Regions from separate parts of the Zea mays genome. Here region 1 is linked to region 2. A link is a contact called in public Hi-C data. All regions are on one chromosome and are shown on one strand. The core of a region is the stretch at or near the end of the contact, and the rest is flanking DNA. Distances in the headings are between cores, read along the strand shown. Region 1 has its middle 44 kb from the start of LOC100501158. Region 2 has its middle 29 kb from the start of LOC100272416.

Region 1 (4,063 bases), core at 969-3,468, 190 kb after region 2:
TCACCGGAGGTGGGCGCCAATTTTGGTCACTTTGTTTTCGATAGCTGTGAACCAAGAACAAGGCAACACATTTGTTAAACATTGAAGACCTTGGTCCCTCGAAGCATTATTCCCCTTCGGGTATAACGAATCTCGAATGAAGGTCATGAAGAACATGTTTTCATCATTCACAAATATCATGTCATTTATTCATTTTATTTTGTATTGAATGTACAAACAATATCAAGATACACATTGCATTGATACCTTCGGCTTGCTTGAAGGTATAGGCGTGAATGCAGTTACCATCCAACGTCAACAGTGTTGGGGTACTATTCATCTATTTATAGGCAATCGTACAACTTCGTATGATATTACATTCATTTCCTTGAAGATTGCATACAAGGTTTACAAATGTCATAGGGACAATTTTGTCATTTGCACCTAGCAGTTTCAATCAACACCTTCTTCCTACGTCACCTTCCCGCGACATCGTAACGAAGCTTGCTTCGTCGCACTTCCATTGATCAAAATCAAAGCTTTTCTTGTACTGAAGCTCCAGTAACACTTAATAATATATAAAAAACAAGTAGTCAGCCGTGTTTTTGAGGACCTTCGGAAGAAGAAGGCCCCCAACACCGACAGCCTCCACCAGGCGCTGCTTACCCCTCGAGCCAGACGCACAATGGAGCTCAGACGGTTTAGGTCGGCCCCAAACCTTATGCTCTGAAAGTAGCATGAGAACAGACTCTTCCCTCATAACAGGGTTACATTTGTCCATATCCTAGTCCAGTAAGGTTGGCCTCCACAAACACGGTTCTGGTACTATCCGAGGCCCAGCCTAGTCAGAGCCGCCCTTATGAACACAGACTCAGGTGTTACATGTATCCCATTGCGAAGGAAGAGTAAGTCCTCATCCATCAGTTTCTTTTCATATTTACGCATGTTGGTTCTTTTTACCCCCTTTTGGGGATCTAAACTTCTGTTGTACTCGAGAAAACCGAATAATAGTGCCTGTTATTCCCCAAACAAATGGGCAGACCAAGAGAACAAATCAGGTTCTAGAGGATATGTTGAGAGCTTGTGCTCTTAAGCATGGTGGCAGTTGGGACAAAAGTTTACCCTACGCAAAGTTCTCCTATAATAATAGTTATCAGACCAATTTGAAGATGTCCCCGTTCGAGGTATTATATGAGAGGAAGTGTAGAACTCCCACTGTATTAGGATTAGACTGGTGAAAGATGGTTCTTTGGACCGGAGATTATCCAAGAAGCAGAGGAACAAGTTCGAATGATAAGGGAGAACCTGAGAACTGCACAGTCAAGGCAGAAAAGTTATGCGGACACCCGAAGAAGACAACTAGAGTTTGAGGAAGGTGATCACATGTACCTGAAGGTGTCACCAATTCGGGGTATGAGAAGATTTAAAGTCAAAGGGAAGTTGTCCCCTCGCTTCATTGGACCCTTCAAATCCTAAAGCGAGTTGCAGAAGTAGCCTATCAACTGGAATTACCAAATCACCTGGCAGATGTGCATAATGTGTTTAATGTATCCTAGTTGAAGAAATGCCTAAGAGTCCCGGAAGAACAGTTGCCGATGGAAGAACTCAGTGTGCAGGGTGATCTGACCTATACAGAGTATCCTACCAAGATCATCAATACCCTGACCCGAGTTACCAGAAATAAAGTGGTCAAGATGTGTAAAGTGCAATGGAGCCATCACACAGAGGATGAAGCTAGCTCGGAGAGACAAGATGAATTGCAAGCCAAATTTCCTCACCTTTTCCTAGTTCGTCGTAATCTCAAGGTTGAGATTACTTTTAAGGGGGATAGAATTTGTAAACCCTAACATGGGATTCTCACTACCTGAGACATTCAAGAGATAATTTTAGTGCTATGTTGATTATGTGTTTTATCAATCGAACATGTTTCTGTTTGTTAAAATAAATACTAAAGGAAATATTCAAAATTATGCATCATTGTGGAGTTTTTTTTATGCATTTGAATGTAGTTTGAAACTCCAACTCAGATTTTAAAATAAGAGAAATTTTAAATTTAAACTGAAAACTGAAATGCAATAGAAATCCAAAATAGAAATGAAAAAAGAAAAAAGGTGAAGCAACGCATTGGGCCGTCTTCCCCCTTCGGCCGGCCCATGAGGCAATCGGCCTAGCTAGCATATGCATCGACAGGCAGGACCCGCATGTTAGCCGCCCTCCACGCGAGTGCCTCCCTTGTTGTGTCACTACGACGCGGGCCCGTGCACCAGGATGAGCCACCGCGCACTGCTGCGGTGCTTGGGCCTCTGTAGCGTGGGCTCGGCTGTTAGTAATCCTTGTAGATCTTCCCAAGACCGAAACAACAGAGTCGATTGCAACTGCCTCACCTTTTTTCCTGGCCATGGAACAACTGCCACCAGCTGGTAGTCATGATGCCCTAGGACCGGGTGTATATGATGCACGCGCCACGGTTGGAACCCCTTGTTCGTCAGAGATGGCAAAGTGGTGCCGTGGCCGAGCCACACCACCTCGCCGAGAGCTAGACGTGCCACTGCGCCCTTGCCTTGCGTACACGACTGCTCGGTAGCCAAATTGTGGTCGGGGAGGTCCACCGACAGTAGAGGATCTCGTTCGGGCAAATCCTCCGACATCAAGTCATCTAGATCCGGGGACTTTCTCGCTGGAGGTTGTTGGGCACAGCGGAGTCGCTTCTGCCCATGGTCGAAGCACGCCGCGCTACTGTCACATCCGGTTTTAGAAGGCAAATCGAATGCGAACCATGTATGTGTCAGGATCAGAAATTCACGTACACAGCAATTACATAATTCGACATCATCACACATTGCTCAAAATAATAGTGGAAATAAGTACTTTATTTCATCACGATATCCAAGATATCCATAGAGTCATTAAGTTAAGTCATAATCAAAGTGTGAATACGAAACATAGTAAGATAAGACCTTTACAGGCATCTGACTGAGGCTTTGCTACTAATCTAAATTAGAACTCGTCGAAGTCCTAAAACTCCTGGAAGTCCTCCATGTTGCCTTCATCTTCTCTTGAGCACGGGATGCAATGGGGAAAACCTAGGGTTTGGTGTTTTAAAGCAAGGGTGAGTACACATCAACGTACTCAGCAAATGTCCCGTTTAGCTAAAGTGGACTAGTTGTATGTGGGGTTAAGCTTAAAGCGGTTTCTTTTAGTTGGTCAGGTATTTATTGTTGGATCTTTTATGGGCTTGGCCCATTTATTGAATAAACTCTATGGTGAGTAATGGTGGAGAATACCAATAGTACCACATTGGAAGTCCAAGGGTCCTTTGCCTTGACTTATATGGTGGGATTTATTCCACTTAACTTGAGAAGTCAAGAAATGGACAAAGGCGTGCCACACACGCGCGCGCGCGCCGCCGCCGCCGCCGCCGGCCGGGCCGGGCGTGGCGTGGCGTGGCGTGGCGTGGCGTGGCAGGCAGGCAGGCGAGCGGGCGGGCGGGCGTGGTTGTGTTAATTTTTAGCACTCACTAACCGCGTATGTCAGCCGAGCCGAGTGACCCTTCTCCTTCAGCTGCCGACTTATGGCGTGACTCGGCGAGAGCTGGCCGACTCATGGCATAACTCGGCTAGAGCTGGCCGACTCTTGGCGTGACTCGGCGACCTTTCTCCTTCAGCTTCCCTCTGCGAGAGGTTAAATAGAGGAGCACCCCTGTCACTCGGTACACGCGAGAAACACTTTCAGTCTCACAATCCAGCCGCCGAGTGAGGGTATTTCCATCTCGTGACTCTGCGCGCACAGAGAAGCGAGAGGGCAGGTGCCTCCGAAGCCGGTGCCGTTCGAGACCTTGCACGGGGGATCGGCAATTAGGTTTTTGGGGAGCGTCTACGCGACTGCCCAACGTCTGTTGTTCTTGCTGTCTTCATCTCGATCGGATGACAAAAGAAGTTGGACAAGGATCAGGATCCTCGGAGCGCATGGGAGGGTATGATCAATTCAGTTCATTACAGTTTTATATTCTGCATATTATATATGTCGTATGTAGTTTTGTCCTATCGTATTATAAGTCATCCTGTTTATATTATTATCTGTTTAT
Region 2 (4,402 bases), core at 184-2,683:
TCATTCGTTCTAAATTATAGGTTGAGTTTTGTCTTAAATAGGTTATCAATCAACTAAGGTCACTGGAGTGTACTTCATCTGATCCAAATCATAATTTAGCCTCCGTTTGTTCCTTTAGTTCAGAGACTAAAGTTTAGTCTCTATCTTTTTTGGTTTTAGAGACTAAACTATTCAAAACATATTAAATGAATTATAAGAAGACTAAATTATCCCTTAGTATTCTCCCACCATTAATGCAACTGAAATAAAGAAGGAACAAAAAGTGAAATTTATATGGTTTAGTTACCCCTTGAGAGACTAGAGACTAATATAGTTTAGTTCCACCATTTGATAATTTAGGAACTAAATGTGACTAAAATGGAAGGACTAATCTTTAGTCCATCGAACAAAACAGACCTTTACACATGAGATTTTTACGAAGGGGTGTTTGGTTTTTAAGGACTATTTTTTAGTTTCTCCATTTTATTCTATTTTAGTCACCAAATACGGAAACTAAAACTCTATTTTAGTTTCTGTATTAGGATATGTTTTATTTCTTTAGTCCACGAACTAAAGTTTAGTCGAGTGATTAAAGTTTAGTCCTTACCCTATTTTGTTGCATGGACTAAAAGTATTCAGAACGTATTAAATGACTCGTAAGAAGACTAAAATGCTCCTTAACATTCTTCCACCATTAGCGTAATTGAAATAAATGAGGGGCAAAATGTGGAATTGATATATTTTAGTCCCTTTTAATCACCATTTGAGAGACTAGAGACTAAAGCACTTTAGTCCTTATTTTAGTCTCACTATTTGACTAGTTAGGGACTAAGGGCATGTTTGGTTTCCTGACTAATTTGCCACACTTTGCCTAACTTTTCTGACTAAGGTTAGTTCTTAAACTCGAACAACTAACCTTAGGCAAAGTGTGGCACAATTAGCCACGAACCAAACAGGCCCTAAATGAGACTAAAATGGAGTGACTAATCTTTAGTCTCTTAAACCAAATAGAGTCTTAGTCATTTTAGGGACTAAAATAGAATAAAATGAAGGGACTAAAAATTAATCTATAGAAACCAAATTCATTAACTTTGACTAATTTTTTTTAGAAAAAAAATACAAAGTAGAAAGCAAATAGCGGTATTTTTTTATTTTAAAACAACCGCAGGCCTTTGCGGAAGCAGGAATAGGACGACTTCAGTTAGGTTGTGCGCTGTTGGGCCGAACAAAGACCGCTCGGCTCGTTTCACTCGGGCTACGCAGCCAGCAAACGGAAGAGCTGAAGCGTCGGTCGGAGAGGCGTCTGCGCGTTGGAATTTTTTAGTACCACAACGCGAGCTGAAGCGACGTGAGTGTTGCCTGGGCGCTATAAGAACGACGCGTGAGGGATGCGGAACTCTTACCTGACCCTGTCAGGGGTGAAAGGCGGCCCGTTGATGATCGTATAGAGACTGACGTGCCGTGCCGACACCCGACTGAACACGTTGCCAAAGGTGCGAGCGATGTCCTGCCCCTACTTTAGGGTGGGCTCGCGCGCCAATTTTTGGAAGGCCCTGCTACCCTCTGGGAAACGGGGCCTACACCACAGCTGAACATGGATATTTTTTTCTATAGACGGCAATTATTTTATTTATTAGCTGCGTAACTAAGCCAACTCTCAATAAAGATATTCGAAGGAATTTATTTATTTTATATTTTGTATGCACGATTAAGATAAGTTAAAGCCTTGGCGAAAAGTACGTACTTAAAATTTAGCCTGGACACGTACTATTAATAGAGCTAATTGGTAGTCATAAAATTAGTTATCTGAGTTGTTAGTCAGCAGATAAGTTAGCTGGTTTTATCTGGGTTAAAGTAGCTAATTTGTTTTTTATTAGCTGCTAATAGCTTCGATAGGTATAACTAACAAAATTTTAATTTCTAAAGAATTTTTTGTTTTGTTTATTGGCTGCGTAGCCAAGTCAACTCTCAACAAAGCTTTTCGCAGGAAATTATTTATTTTATATTAGAATTAATGATAGTAGGTGGAGCTATATTTTTTGCGCAGTTTCCATTTGCAGACTGTACGGCACAAACTTTTTTGTTGCTGTCGGCTAGCCCTAATCTTTTACATGTTCTTTTGCTACAATGTTTTTTCTCATCAAATATCAAAAACAAGTAATAGGTATAATATTACAGACTTTGAAACTTTCTATATCTTAAAAAAATATACCAAAAGGAGAGATAAATTAGATGAATTGAACTTTCCCAATTTAAAAAACTTGTACTCAAGCACACAAATTCACTCCTTAAAGAGTTCGAGTCTTAGACTAGCATGGCAATTCTAGTAATATAAAATGCTTCAAAAGAATTGATCAAATGCGTATATGTAAAGTAAAAGAAGGGATTAGAAGCTCGATGTTTTTTCGAGTTATCGGAGGGTCAATATATTTCACTAGTTCTTGTTGGAGCACCCACGCAAGAGTATCGCTCCCCACGCAAGGGTTGGTTTGTGCGAGGACAAAATGCTCTCTATGAGATGTTTTTTGCTCAGACATGGTGAACTGCTCACAAACATGTATAAGCTTGAGTTGTATTACTCACAAGCTCTCCGAGTGATAATTGAACTCCTAATCGACACCAAGTCTTCTGCAAATAAACTAATATGGCCACTATTCATGTGATTAGTAACTCTCAAGTCCCTAACTAGGGAAAGACTCTTCCCCACTCTCAAGTTTCTTTCACCAGTTGAAATAGAAGAGACCTCATTTGGCCGAGTTGGGGGGGGGAGGGTATATTAGCCCCAAGCAAAGAAACTAGCCGCTACAAGCCAACTCAGCAAAGTCAAGGGGCACCAAACATGTCTAGTGCATACCAAATCTCTGCACCAGACATGTCTAGTGCTTTTCTAACGTCTAATTTTTTAAACTAGCTGTTATTGTACTAGTATCTTGTTTCGGTGCGACACCGAACACATTCGGTGAGTATAAGCTTGTCATGCACAATTGTAATTATGAGCAAAGTCTCTCTTTTCCACATTTAAAGTATTCCGTTGTCTTAGGCATTTTCTTTGGTTTGTTTTATTGTTTATATTTCTTCTCTTTAAATGTTTGAGAGCCAATACCATTCCCATCCAATTTCATGAAAATGTTAATGATTAATTCACTTTGGAGGTATTGCACTTTGGTGAATTAGCTCTTGATTTCTACCACTTCTAATTCTTTTCTAAGTTTCTCATTTGTTTCTTGGTTTGATCAATCTCATTTAGTGCCTTTGCTTTTAGTTTCTTTCTCTAGTCTTTCAACCAAATCATCGCATGATGTTGCTATATCAATATTAACAATTTGGTTAGCAACATCATGTGTTTTACTAGACAAGAGCTCATAAGCAATAACAAGATTATCATGATTAATCTCAACACAAAGTCTTCTTTTAAAGAGATAAATCTAGTGTTGAGCTCCTCATGTATCCACTTAAGTCTATCATGTTTTTCTTTGAGCTATCTTGGGGATGATTTTAGTTCCTTGATATTGGTTGACATAGTTTTATTTTCATCTCTAAGCTCATCACTAGCTTTTTTGGCTATGTCATATTTAGCAAACAAAGACTTGTTCTTATGTTTTAGTTTCTCATTTTTGTCTCTTGTCTTTCTAATGATTTTGGTACACTCATTAAGAAAGGCAACCGATTCATCATATGAAGGAGTGGTAAATTTCTCATCACTATCACTACTACCATCATCACTTTGTATCTTTTGATCACCCTTGACCATAATGCATATGTGTGTAGAGGATGATGGAAATAATGGTGGTGAAGAAAATCCCATAGCAAGTTTGACCACCTTGTCTTCTTCTTCATCACTATCACATGAAGATGAGCCACTTGTGGGTTTAATGTCGATGAGCCAATCACAACAATGTATGCCTTTCCATCTTCATTTTTTTGTGCGGAAATGCCTCTTCTTGCTAACCCTTCTCTTGAAGGCCTTGCTATTCTTATTTTCATCATCACTTGTATCATCTTTGTTGCCCTTGAACCTATTCTTATTTGGCTTGGAGCATTGGTGAGCAAGATGACCAAGTTTACCATAATTGAGCAATCCATCTCATAGATGTGCCTTCGTTTTCTACTAGTGAAATATTTCTTTTTTCTTTGAAACAAACTCGATGCCTTCTTCATTTAGCTTTTTAGCATATTGGTAGTATTCTTCACCATGAGTGCTGGTTTCACACCATCAACTTCATCATTGTTTGAGATTTCAATATCTTCCTTGACTTTATCTTTGCCCATCTTTTAATTGTTGACCTTGAGAGTCAAATTCTTATTTTTGTTCAAAGAAGATCCATCTTGATCATTGATGTGCATATACATCTCATAAGCATTGATCTTTCCCAAGATCTGAGTTGGTGTAGTGGTGGATAGATCAATTTGATGAAGCCAAATG

Evidence for each region. A called contact is a pair of places that touch in the nucleus more often than the background predicts.
Region 1: a contact with region 2 is called in a Hi-C map of ear, with 3 times the contacts expected there. The contact joins two enhancer-like sites. A contact is called at or near these places in 3 of 25 Hi-C or Micro-C datasets (ear, leaf and tassel).

What each region holds. Positions count from the first base shown.
Region 1 is chr8:35,000,868-35,004,930 of Zm-B73-REFERENCE-NAM-5.0, forward strand. No RefSeq gene overlaps it. Among protein-coding and RNA genes, the nearest start is that of LOC100501158, 44 kb to the left of the region's middle. Within about 2 kb of position 2,219, at least 18 of the 20 cell types and tissues checked have an H3K27ac peak or open chromatin away from gene starts, as enhancers often do. A contact at or near this core is called in ear, leaf and tassel, where this site is marked.
Region 2 is chr8:34,810,413-34,814,814 of Zm-B73-REFERENCE-NAM-5.0, forward strand. No RefSeq gene overlaps it. Among protein-coding and RNA genes, the nearest start is that of LOC100272416, 29 kb to the left of the region's middle. Within about 2 kb of position 1,434, at least 17 of the 20 cell types and tissues checked have an H3K27ac peak or open chromatin away from gene starts, as enhancers often do. A contact at or near this core is called in ear, leaf and tassel, where this site is marked.